2 separate regions of the Manis pentadactyla genome follow, and region 2 is linked to region 1. The links are chromatin contacts, called in public Hi-C maps. All regions are on one chromosome and are shown on one strand. The core of a region is the stretch at or near the end of the contact, and the rest is flanking DNA. Distances in the headings are between cores, read along the strand shown.

Region 1 (6,069 bases), core at 1,360-3,859:
TGGATGGTGAGCCATGTGGATGGATATCTGGGAAAGAATGATAGGCAGAAAGAACAGTATATACATTATCTCCCAAGTAGGGCAGACTGGAGTGGAAACGGACTTAGGGATTAAGATACAGCCAGGTGGTGTGTCCAGAGAATAGCGAAGCAGGGTGCAGAGAGAAAAGGAGGTCTGAGAGGTGAGGTGGTAGTGATGCCAGGGTTCTTGTTTGCTGAGTTGAAGAATGAACTTAGCAAACACCCAAGGTAGTAGAGCTAGGGCAGAGGCTTTTATTTAGAAATAAAGTGAGAGGAAAGAGCTCCTGGCTCACACCAGGAGGGGACAAGAGAACCCAGGGTGGTGCGTTGTCTAGGGGATTTATAGGCAGTTGAGGACTTTTGGGAACTGAGGGCTTAGGGTGTGGACTTGTACCACCTGCCCTACCCTCAAGGTGGGCTGAGTTATTGTCTGTTTGCTAGGGCTGTTTACAGTGAAGTCATGGGTTATGCTGAGATACCCTTGTGGAACATTCAAACTTTCCAGGCCAAGTTGCTCCTGGCCTTTTGACCTTTAGCTGATCTCAATGAATATGTCTATATTCCTAGTCTGGTATCTTTACCCTATAGAATTAGTGTGACCTTGCCTTTGCATAATGCTGAACACAGAGTTTCGATAGGGACTTTACATTGTTACATTGCTTTGACTGTAAATATCTTGCCTTGCTTTTTCCAGAGGCCCTCACCCTACTCTGTCTAAGCCCATGGTCCCTGTCTCAGTAGTAGGTGGACTTTACTATGAATAACAGGGAAAGCCCCTGGAGGGTTGGAGCGGAGGACTGACGTGATCTGACTGACCTTTTAACAGGATCACCATAGCTTCTTTGAAGACTGTAAGGGGTCAGGGTGGTAGCAGAACACTTAGAAGTTACTGCAATAATTAAGGAGACCAGGGTGTCTTTATACTCTGTTTTCTAGGAGATTTCTGTGACTTTATTTTCTAACTCTTCAATTGAATTTTTTATTTCTGTTTAATTTCTTTTTAATTTTATTTGTTTAATTTCCAAAAGTTATTTCTTAATTTTGAATTTTCTTTTTCGGCATTCTTTGCTCCCTGATGTGGTCCCTTGTTCCCTGATGTGATCTTCTATCTCCATAGATATTGACTGTAATTGTCTTATGGTTTCTTTTGCTACTTTTGTTATCTCTAGTTCCTCTGAATTCCTTTCCGTTTTTGTTTTTTGGATGGGGATGTCTCTTTCTTTGTTACAGGTTTCCTTCTATCCAACTATGGATGAGAGCTGAGTGGAAACTCTGTGGATGGGGTTTCCTGAATGATGGACTTCTCTGTGGAGTATCTGGACAGGAGAATGACCTTTATGTTGGGGAGGCCTCACTCTCTACTCCTGTTTTTGGACGTGTAGGATTTTTCCTACTAAACCAGAGAGGGATCAGTTTCCTAGAGAGAGATCCTGTAGTCTTTTGCTGGGAGAATAATTATCTGACCAGAATGTTGGCTTTTACCAAACCTTGCCATTTGCAGCCTGTTATCTCCTTTAGCTGAGCCAGATATGTCAAAGTCTCTCCAGCATATCCAAGAGAATTCTCCAGTTTCCTTATTGGGTGGGAAAGGGATTAAGAGTTACTTCTCTCTAAACTGCCTTGTAACTATTCCTGTTTCCGGTTACATCCACACTCTCACCTTCAGTGATACCTGGTGATTCCAATTCCTGAGTCTTTCTGATACTCCTCTGCATTAATTCAACATGTTTCCTGGCTTCCTCACTCCAGGACTTTGCTTTCTCCATTCTACTAGTTCATTTCCATTTATCTATGCTCTTTACCTTCCAAAATTTTGTTGACATCTGTTGTCCCTTCTTCAGGTCTCTTTGTCCATGTAAGTTTATGTCCTTCTGATTCTTTTACTGTCATTTTAGTGGCATTGGGAGAGGGAAAAGAGGTAAATGTGTCATGGGTATCCATGTGATTCAATCTGCCACATGTATCCTCAAGTCTCTTTACAATGTTTACATTGTGTGTTTTGCCTCTCCCTAGTTAGGGAGCTCGTTTCACTGCTTAGAACTGTATTCTCCTTGGACTGCAGAAGGTAACATAGGAATAGGAGATACACACCCTTCCTCCAAAAAATTACATTCCGTTTGACTCTCAGGGTGAAGTAAGGGTCATTTTTTCATTGCGTGATTTCTGTCAACTACTCTTTTCAAAAGTAGGGAAGTTCTGCTACTCCTGTGTGTTTTATGTGTTTTGGCTAAGGGAATTGGATGGCTGGGTGGGGTCCTTCAGGAACGTCATAAGGTGGAAAAACCTGATTCATAACCCATACAAAGTCAGTGATAGGGGCAGTAGATTACCAAACTCAATTTCCTTACTTTATAAAATGGAAACCGAAGCCCAGAGAACTTGAATTGATTTGAAACTTTGGTCTCTTGAGAAATACTTTTCTAAAATGATCGCTTGAAAATGCCAAGTTCTTAGCAGTCATTGGGCCTTTGCGTCTAATGTTTCCCCTGCCCCAAGGTTGCAGGCCGCTTCTGTTCCTCGGGTCAAAGGTCATTTCAGAAGTCCCTCTCATCACTGCACCGTTTTATTTTTTGTAGCACTCATTAATATTTAAAATTACTCAATTGTTTTATTATTTATCTGATTTACCACAGTGGAATGTAAACCCTTTGAGAGAAAGGCCTTTTTCCGTTTCGTTCACGGTTTAACATTCAAAGCAAACCGGGATTCGAAACTGAGCAGTCTGGCTTCAAAATCCTCGCTTTTGGCCACTACATAATGCTGCCATTTGGTGAATAAAACAAAGGAAGGGTTTCGCATACAGTGGGGGAAGCAAGAGGGCAAAAAAAGATAATGCATTCCGGGAAGAGAGCAGGTGGAACACATCCATACACACACGCACTGCGCCCCGCGTCACCTTTCTCTCCGGAAGCGCTCGCAGCTGTCCAGCACTAGCGCGCACGCGCGGCCGCCGGGGTCGCACTAGGCTGCGAGAGGAGGGCGGGGCGTGGAGGAAGGTCCCGCCTCCAGGGCCGAAAGGCGCCTGCGTCCGCTGGGCTCCGTTCTGGACGCGCATTCTCGCTTCCTCCTTTCCCGGCCTGTGCGCACCGAGTGGGCGTGGGAGGAGGCGGGGAACAGAGGAGGGGAGCGAGGGGTGGGTGTCGCGGGAGGGAAGGAGCTAACCGGAGAGCGTCGTCCTGAGAGGAGTGAGGGAGGCAAAATGGCGGATCGCTTCTCCCGCTTCAACGAGGACCGAGACTTTCAGGTAAACAGGGGCGTCGCCGAGGATCCGGAGAAGGCGCTGGCCGAGCAGGAACCTCCTCATCCCCCGCTCCCAGCTCTCTTTTCTTCCAGACTGTTCCGGCTTATCAACCGGCTCGCTCTTCTCCCGCCTTGGATTCCTCAGGGGGCCTCCCAGCTTGAGGCGAGGCCGCATCTCCTCTCACCCTGTATTTTCATACCTTTTAAACTCAGGCTGCCGCGTTTGCAGCTTTGGCCTGTTTGGGCTTCAGGTTTCGGAACTCGAGCCTGGCCGCTGCGTGGGGTGGGGGAGGTGCTCCCCTCGGGTCTGCCGGGCCTATGGAGGCGCAGGGCTGGCTCCCGGGGGGATAGAGGGCTGGGTGGGGAGGCCTTGGGGGCAGTGTTGCTGAGACCAGGGCTTCTGAACCCCTGAATTTTGCTCCATGGCCCTGCTTGGAGAGTCCTTCTTTCCTCACTGTAATAAATCCCTTTAGTTGTTGCTTCTTACATTTCCTCGAGAAAAGGGTGCTTTGGTTATCAGACGCCTTCTTGATTAGTCAACTGTAAAGATTTCCCCGGGTGTAAATGTTGCTGTTACTAGGCCGTCAGTTGGCCTTGGAAAGCATGTTACAGGACTATGGTTGATGTAAGCTTTGTCTCAAATCCTACTTCGAAAGGAGATGTGGAAAAAGCGTGATGGTGATGGACTTTTCAAGCTGTGATAAATAGTGCCAAAAGCTTGATTTTTTTCTTTCTTAAGTTGCAAATGTATGGAAACATGTCCTTGTGATGACAAGTATTATTTAGGAAAAAATTAAGACCTGAATTCGAATAACTCGTCTTTCGGATGTTTAAAAAACCTTCCTGTTGAGCATTATAATCCGCAGCAATCTCGGCCACTAAAAAGGGATTTAGTAGAGGTTGGCTATTGCTAGGGTAAAATACAATCTTAGAGTCTCAAAGAAACCACTGCATTACTACCGCATATCCTGGCAACAGGAATTTGGACCAGAGAATGAACACTAAAACTCAAAAGTTTTTTCCAGGTGCACATCTTCCTCAAAAGAACACAGGAATAATCTAGATAAGTTTCAGAAGGCAGTTTGAATTCCCTGAGATGATTGGGTTGGTAAATAAACAGGTAAAGCAGTTAAACCAGCACTGTTAACGGTCTACTGCATGGAAGGTTTATTAGAAGTTTTGCAGCAGTAAGGGATCTGGGGGCTGTTGAAAACCTTGTGATCGTGCGCCTGCTGTATAGCTGCAGCACAATACAGGATCTCAAGGTGTATAAGGATATAATGCAGGTCCAGGGAAATTTGAAGCAGTTCATTTTAGGTATTTGGTCCCCGATAAAGGTGGTTTTTTAGCGAGCATTTTAAAACATGAGTAGGCTGCAAAATGTGTGGGCTTTATTGGTTACTTTTTAGAGACATGTTTATAACTAAAACCCTTAAGTGCTTTGTGGAAGAGAGAATTTCAAGGTGACCTAATAAAATTGAAAATAGGTAATCTGGACAATTAAGTTTTGAGGGAAAATGGCTGTCACCCATGGAATTTTAGCAGGCTTAAACAGGATTTGCAGGGTCTTGAAAGATTTTGAAAACTGGGTAGCAGAGTATAAATGCTGTTACTTTAAAAAATTGAGAAAGTCTACCTTTTCAAATAAGATGACTTTTCCAATGCTTTAGTTGGGTTTATGTAAAACTTGCTTCAAGTTACTGGGTATTCCTTTGAAGATAATGCATATGTGTTGTAATAACCAACTCCTGCTGCATTGGGCCAGCCAGGAAAATGTTGGCTTTTTAAATTCAGTTGTCCTAATACTATGTGTCAGTAGGGTATTGGGAATGACAGACTTTCAGACAGTATGTTTAAAGCTTTTGTAAATTATTGTACTAATAGTTCTAAACACCATTCATTTAAAAATACTCGAGTAGGTCTTTTCTGGATGTTTTAATAAAGGGAAAATACAAATTGATTTTTATCAGTGTCCTTTGATTTAAAGTTATTGGGGAGAAGTAATAGGATGCTTCTGTGTGTAGTGTATCTGAAACATTTTTTAAGGTCAGGTTATTAAAAATTAAATGTGGCCTCCTTTTAAGGTTTTAAGTGACAAATGAGGTGAAGTCACTGAGTACACTTGAAAACAAACCCTAAGTAGGTTTCCAAACACAGTGCATAAATTCTGTTGCTTTAAAACAGATCTTCTTATAGCACTGAAATTTTGGGGGGGCAATCTTCTCTGGTAAGTTCTAGATGACTATCATTTTCTTTGCCTTTTATTTGGCAAGATAATTTAGAATTGTAGAATTTTATTCTTTGGCAATTTACCATTAAGTTCAAATTTTGGAGTTTTAATACTGTCTCAAACTGAGTCAGAATTGGGTACACTGTTAGATTGGTGAACACCTAACCGTTCAGATGTGTTTTGTATGATACAGTGAGGAGTTTAACTGTATTATGCCACTCGAAGCACTTCCGAATATAGAGTGATCATTATCAGGGGTGTACATTAAAAATTTTTTGATAACTTCATTATAATAATAAACAGGTACTATTCTGCAGGCTTTATGTGTATTATCTCATAATCTTCACAATAACCCTATGAGTAGGTACTGTTACTCCCATTTTCGAAAGAGTCAGCTGAGGCACAGAGTTTTAAATAACTTGGCCAAGTACACACAGTTTGTAACTGGCAGAGCCTGGATTCAGACTCTGGTACTTTGACTCTTGAAGCTGTGCTCCTGACCATTATCTCTGCTTGCAATTATGTGTTTTTATATAACTGTAGTTCAGTTATCAAATATGGAGGATAAACTTACAGGTC
Region 2 (6,069 bases), core at 1,984-4,483, 240 kb after region 1:
ATCTGTATACCATTTTAAATTACTCCATATATACTAGGAATTCAAGTACTACACTGTGGTTAATGTGTTCCAGGTACACTAGGGGTTTTATGTGAACTAGTCCTGGGATACCGACAATCCAGGGAAGGACCGGGGACAAGCTGAAAGTAGCTAGGATTATGCCTTGTCACCAGCCTGGGCTGGGGCTGTGGAATGCTAAGGCTCTGCTTCAAGATGGAGGAAAGACAACTGGGAGATACGAGATGAACAGGGAGAAGGGGCTTAAAGAAAAAGGACCAAGGGCAGATTCTCTCATCTCTGCAGATTCTCTCATCTCTGGCCCATAGCCCAAGTCCTAGACTCCTGACCTCACCAGGGACACAGTAGATGTAAAATAAGCCAGTTGGTTTCCAAGTGGGAAGAGTGCCAGCCATGATTTTTGTTGCCCAAGAAATGAAAAATCAATAATAATCATTCTTATGATTCATGTTCACCCTATTTTATTCCAAAGCACTTTACCAAAAGGTGCTATGGCACAGCCAAGAAGTTCAGAGCCAGGAGCCTCAACACCTGGACTCCAAATCTGTGTGTGAAAGACTTAGAAATTTCTTGGGACCTAAGATTCTCCCACTGTAACTGCAGCAAGTGACACTGTGGGGTATCCTACAGTTTTACTTTCCAACTGCTGGGGAGGAAAGCAGAGGAAAGAACTGCTATTCTAATTTTATAGACAAAGAAACTGAGATCAGGTAAAGTTGTGACTTGATCAAACTCACACGCTGCTATTATGAAGGTGGTGAAAGGTGAGAACTGGAGCTGGGACTTCTGACTCCAAACCCTTTACTCTTCACCAATTAAAACAAGAAAGTCAGTCTCTGCTCGATTCACGTACGGTGTGAGATGGCTTGATCCTACACAAAATGTTGTGTACATTCCAAAGACAGAGCGGGATTTGTGGGGTCAAAACTTGTAAAAAGAAGGGGGGGAGCTCTCTTTAACAAAAATAATACCAAAAGATGAATCAAAAATAAGTACAGGGCTTTGCACAAGCCCTGCAAATGAGGGGTCGTGAAGCTTAAGATTCATTAGCGTTAAGGTAAATAGCCTCTCCTACTAAAGGCGGCCTCTCCTGCCCACTAAAAAATCCGGACACACCAGATCTTGACAGGGTTTTCCTCCGTTTGTGAAACGTGGCAGATGTGGACTGTGGAAGTCCTGGGAACGGAATGTCATTTCTCCTAGGAGACAAGAGGAATTACAGCAACAGCAAGGCCGTTGTGTGATGGAGAAGGCTGTGTGCCAGAGGAGGGTCTGAAGGGACTGTGGCCGACTGGCCGAGATGTGGGCAGTAGCCGTGTCGGTGCGGGAGACTGGCAGCCTGGAAGCCCTGGAAGCCGGGAGCAATGGCGCTGCCTCCGGAGCGATGGCCCAAACAGTAGGCTCGGCTGTTGGAAGCAGGCGGTCTTAAGTCTTCTGGCTCCCTGCGTCCCGATAATTCTTCCTTTGAGGAGCGGAGGCAGAAACACAGCCGTCGGAGGGTGGATGGGGGTCCCCTCCCAGGTCTTTCAACCTCCGGTCCGCAGGATGGTGGAACGCGGAGGTTGCCCGGCTGCTGCTCCGGCGGCAAGGCCGGGTGCCAGGCTCCCCTCGCGGATCCCCGCCGCCGTCGCCGCCGGGGGGGCAGCGCCCGCGGCCTGCTTTCCCAGGGCTGGCCGAGCCTTTTTGACAAGCTGACTGCGTGGCGGGGATTGGCTGGCCCAGGCGTGACGCCGGTAACAACAAAGGTGGAGTTGGAAGAAATTAGATTAAAGGAGAGAGAGAAAAAAAAAAATTAAAGGGGGAGCTGGCAGGGGACAGGAGGCAGAGACCGAGGGGGAGATGCGCCAAGCGCGGTCGCTTGACTCCGACTTCGCTCCGGAAGCTCCGTCGCTCAAACCCACAGGGATTTTGCTCTCCACCCCCACCCTGGCCCAGCCACCAAGGCCGGGGTGGGAAGGATAACTGCTGCTTCTCGAGAAATCTCCCCAACTCCCACCCTGACACCCCTTGCTACGGCCCTGGGGGAGAACTTTGTGCCCGAACTCCTCGGATCCTAAACCCGGAGGAGGTGAGGGTCACTGAGAACGAGAAGCTCGCTCTGAAACCCGGAAGGCCCTCGCGGGGCACTAAGATAGGACGCGGCGAGGTGCTCCCCCGGTTTTTCAGTGTGTTGCAAATCTAAAAGCTCTTTCTCGCTTTTTTTGGTAACTCCCCCCCGGCCCCCCTCCCCGGCTTCAGGGTTGCAAAAGCAAAGAGCAATAAAAAAAAAAAAACGCGCACACACTCAGACACACCAGTGGCGACAGGGGAGAGTTGGAAAGACGCAGGAGAGAAGCAGGAGGCAGGAGGCAGCAGCACGAGGGGAGCAATGGGAGCGGGAAAGGAGGCAGGTTCCCTCGCAAATCCCCCTCCGGCCTCACATCGCCTCGCCGGCCCCGGCAGGGTAGCGAGAAGCCGGGCAAGCAGATGGAAGAGTGGAGCTCGCTCTACGCAGCGGGCTTGGCCGGAGAATGGAGGAGCCGCCAAGCGACCGGCTGATTGGAAGAGAAACGCAGAGCGATGGAGGCGGGGGTAGGAGGACGACTTCTCTGCGGGGACTGGCGGCGGCGTATACGCCCGGGTCGGGCGCTGCAGAGCTTGGCTAGCTTTCAACCCGCGCTCGCCGGCTCCAGCCCCGCGCGCCCCCACCCCCAGCCATCCCGGAGGCTCCGCAGGTGAGTGCGAGCTGGGGGCAAGACCCTAAAGTCTCAACACGCCGCCCTGCAAAAAAAAAAAAAAAAAAAAGCATTTTTCTCTTTTTATTTTCGTGCAGCCCCCAACACGGAGGGAGGGGAGGGGTGAGGCTGAGCCGCCCGGAGGAGGCGGAGGGGCCAGGCGAGGCCAGGGTGGCCCGGGAGGCGGCGGCGCCGAGGAGGCTCTGACGGGCGAGCGCTCGGAGCGGCGCTGCGCTGCGCCGAGGCGGGCGGGCGGGCGGGCGGAGCGGGGCGGGCGGAGCGCGGCGCGTGGGGCTCGCCATTAGCCGTCGCTCCGCTTCGCCATCTCGGGCTTTGTCTGGCGACTCGCTGCCCCGGCGTCGGCTGCGGCTCGGCTCTTCGGCCCGCCGCAACCCTAGGTATCCCTGGCCCGCGCTCTCTTACACGCTCGGTAAGTGAGCCCCGACGCGGCCGATTTCGGGGGAGAGGGGTTGCTGCGAGTGGCGGCGGCGCCGATCTCCATGCGCCCGGGCAGGCCCGGGGAGCCATGCCGGGCTGGATTGAACCGGCTCCCAAAGAGCCTTCAACGCCGGAACCCGTCGTCGCCTCGCCGTTTCCTGGGTGTAAGGCGCGAAGGGAATTTTTTTTTTTTTTAATTAGCAGGGAGAGTATTTTGTAGAGGTAATTTTTTTTTTTTAAGTTTCGTGTGTGTGCTGTTCGGCTGCGAGGGAACCGCGAGGTAGGCGAAGAAGCCTGGCGCCGCTATCGGCGGGCGTGCGCCCCAAGCTGGTGGCCACGGTCCGGGGACGAGGGTGGGCGCGGACCGCCCGCTTGGGAGGCGGGAAAGGGTTGCAATGGAAGCCCGAATCCGAGCTGGGAGGACGTCGGGGAGAGCTCCATAGCAAGGCTGCAGGCACCCCAAGCCTCCCTGGCCGCCTGGGGGCCCTCCCGGCACCCTCTCTGCGGCCGCGCCTCGCGCCCTCCCTCCCGCGCCGGCGAAGCCTGCTAGTTCCCCCGCGGGTCTGGCGAGGTCGCTCTCGGCGCCCGCCCGCCTCGGCTCCGAGCCCCGCCGCCATCCGGGCGGCTGCGTGTCTCCCTGCCCCGGCCCCCCCTTCCCCGGCGGCGGCAGCAGCAGCAGCCGCCGCTGCCGCCACTACCACCACCCCCTCCCCTCCTTCCTTTCCTCCGCCTCGGCCGCCCGGGTCCCCCCAAGCTCCCGCCCCTCCTCCCAGCTGCCCCCCGCGGAGCCCGCCCGGGCAGGCTGTGGGAGGGAGCGGAGCCGGCGAGGCGGGCGGGCTGGCGCTCGCTCCCCGGGGGTCGGTGTGCGCTCTACGGGGAAGGACGCGTTCGCTGCCCCGCTTCTCCTGCCCCCCCTCCCGCTCCTCCTCCTCCCTTCTCCCTCCTCCTCCCCGCTCCGGCGGCGGAGGCTGCGGCGGCGGCAGGGGGTGTGCGAGCTGAGGCCGGGGCCGGCGGGCGGGCGGCGGGCGGGCTGCCTGCAGGCGGAGGGCGCTGTGCTTTGTGCTTTTCGCCGCGAGGAGCAGCAAGCAGCAGCCACCGCCGCCACAGCAGCAGCAGCCGCCGCCCAGCGCCGCCGCCGCCGCGCCCGGAGGAGGAGCCGCTGCCGCCGCGGGAGGGAGCTGCGGCTGTGCCCGGCCGAACGGGGGAGGGCGCCGCCGCTCAGAGCTGGGGAGGGAGCCGCTGGAGCGGGAAGCGTGGAGGCCGCTCTGCTCCGGGTAACCGAGGCAGCTGAGGACGCGCGCCGGGGTCGGGCGGCGGGGAGCGACCCGCGAATGCGGTGGACGCCCGGAGGGGCCCCAGGGCGATCTCCCAGCAGGGGACTGGGCCAGGGAGAACCAGGACACTGGAGAGGACGCCGAGAGCCGGGGGAGGGGAGGGCAGGAAGCGAGGCCCGAGCCGAGCCCCGGCCGCGGGCGGAGGAGCCCGCGCTTCTCCGAGCCGCCAGGCGCAGTTCTCGCCGGCCGCCGGAGGGGGCATCGGGGCCGGTGAGCGCTGCGCCCCCGCCTCCCGGCCGCCGTCCTCCCGCCCTTTCCTTGGCTCGGCTCCCCGGAGGCCGGGGCGGGGGCGCCGGCGGGGCTGGGCCGCAAGCTCGGGGGAGGAGGCGACGGTTGCCGCCGTGGTCGCGCCTCTGCGCTGGGATCCTCCGGGCGCGTCGCGGTGGCTGGACGGTAGCGGCGCCTCTGGCCGGGGTGGGTGGCTCGGGGGCGGGGGGCAGGCTAGGACGCTTCTCTCCGGCTGCTTGCCCGCCCAGGCAGGCGGGGACGGCGTCGGGAGCCCGAAAGGGGGGGTCGCGGGAATCCGGATCCGGTCCCCGGGGGCGGTGCGGCCGCTGCGCTCCGGGGCTGGCGGCGGCTGCGCGGCGTCCGGGTCCCCGCCGGGTTGCGGAGGCGGGGGTAACCGGCCGGGGGGAGGCGAGAGGAGGAGACTGTGGCGCGCGGCCGCTTCCGCGGCCGCGCGCGCCCTTTACCCGCCCTTCCTCCTCCCCCGCCCTCCAGCCTGGGGCCTCCCCCGGGCGGGCGTACGGAGGAGGAGTTTTTTTTTTTTCGGCCTGGGTGGGGGAAGGAGGGCGGGCGCTAGCTGCACGCGGGAGCTGGAAGCAGCCTCTTGCGTGGGCAGGGGAGGGCGCACGCCGCGGACCCAGGTTGCAGGGGGTGGTGGGGGACAGGGATATAGGAGGAAGAGGAGGGCGTTCGCGCACGGACCGATCCATTAAGTCTTCTAGGGTCTTGGCAGAGTCTCTATGAAATTGGGGACTTGTACCTTCTTACCCCGAAAGGGGAGGGAGGAACAGAAAGTCCCTTACCTCTCAGCCCGCCTGAGTTGGGGACATATCTCTTCCAAAGGTTGAGGTCGCTTTGACCCCGGGTTGCCCGGCCAGCAAGAGGAGGTGGCTGGACGGCTAGAGAATGAACGGAGAAGCCGACTGCCCCACAGACCTGGAAATGGCCGCCCCCAAAGGCCAAGGTAGGAGCTCCCATCCTCATCCCTCTTTAACTTAAATCCTCTTTTCTCACAGGGCTGCCTGCAGGGCCCACTCCTCTTCCAAAGGATTTGTCTCTGAATTGAGATGGTAGGGGGTGGTCCTTAGTGTTTATAAGAGTCAAGCATATCTCACACTGGGGGTTTAACTAAACTCCAAACATTTGGCTTTGAGCCTATAAAAAGTATTTCTCATACTCCTTCCCCCCCAAGTTTGAGAAGAGGCAGCATGTGCAAACCTTCCTTCTGGGGTTCCCAGTCAGCCAGGAGTCTAGCCCAGTGGCCTGGAATAGGAGGAAGGATGAGGAATGTGGAGGAAAGAGAAAGGGGTTGGGAAGGCTTTCCAGGCTTTTATTGTTAT

Evidence for each region. Hi-C and Micro-C count contacts between places; a contact is called where the count stands out from the background.
Region 2: a contact with region 1 is called in a Hi-C map of skin fibroblasts, with 4 times the contacts expected there. The contact joins the promoter of LOC130683272 here to the promoter of GPATCH8 in region 1. A contact is called at or near these places in 2 of 3 Hi-C or Micro-C datasets (fibroblasts and skin fibroblasts).

Annotation. Positions count from the first base shown.
Region 1 is chr4:172,435,229-172,441,297 of mManPen7.hap1, forward strand. GPATCH8 (G-patch domain containing 8) reads left to right here and starts at 2,610. Exons shown (of 8, transcript XM_036883117.2): 1 at 2,610-3,264. The coding sequence starts at 3,220.
Region 2 is chr4:172,672,556-172,678,624 of mManPen7.hap1, forward strand. LOC130683272 reads right to left here and starts at 3,234. Exons shown (of 3, transcript XM_057499531.1): 1 at 3,158-3,234; 2 at 2,313-2,743; 3 at 463-1,731. The coding sequence starts at 3,234. The coding sequence ends at 1,235. It overlaps UBTF (upstream binding transcription factor), which reads left to right and starts at 2,597. Exons shown (of 21, transcript XM_036883158.2): 1 at 2,597-2,732; 2 at 5,573-5,693. The coding sequence starts at 5,636.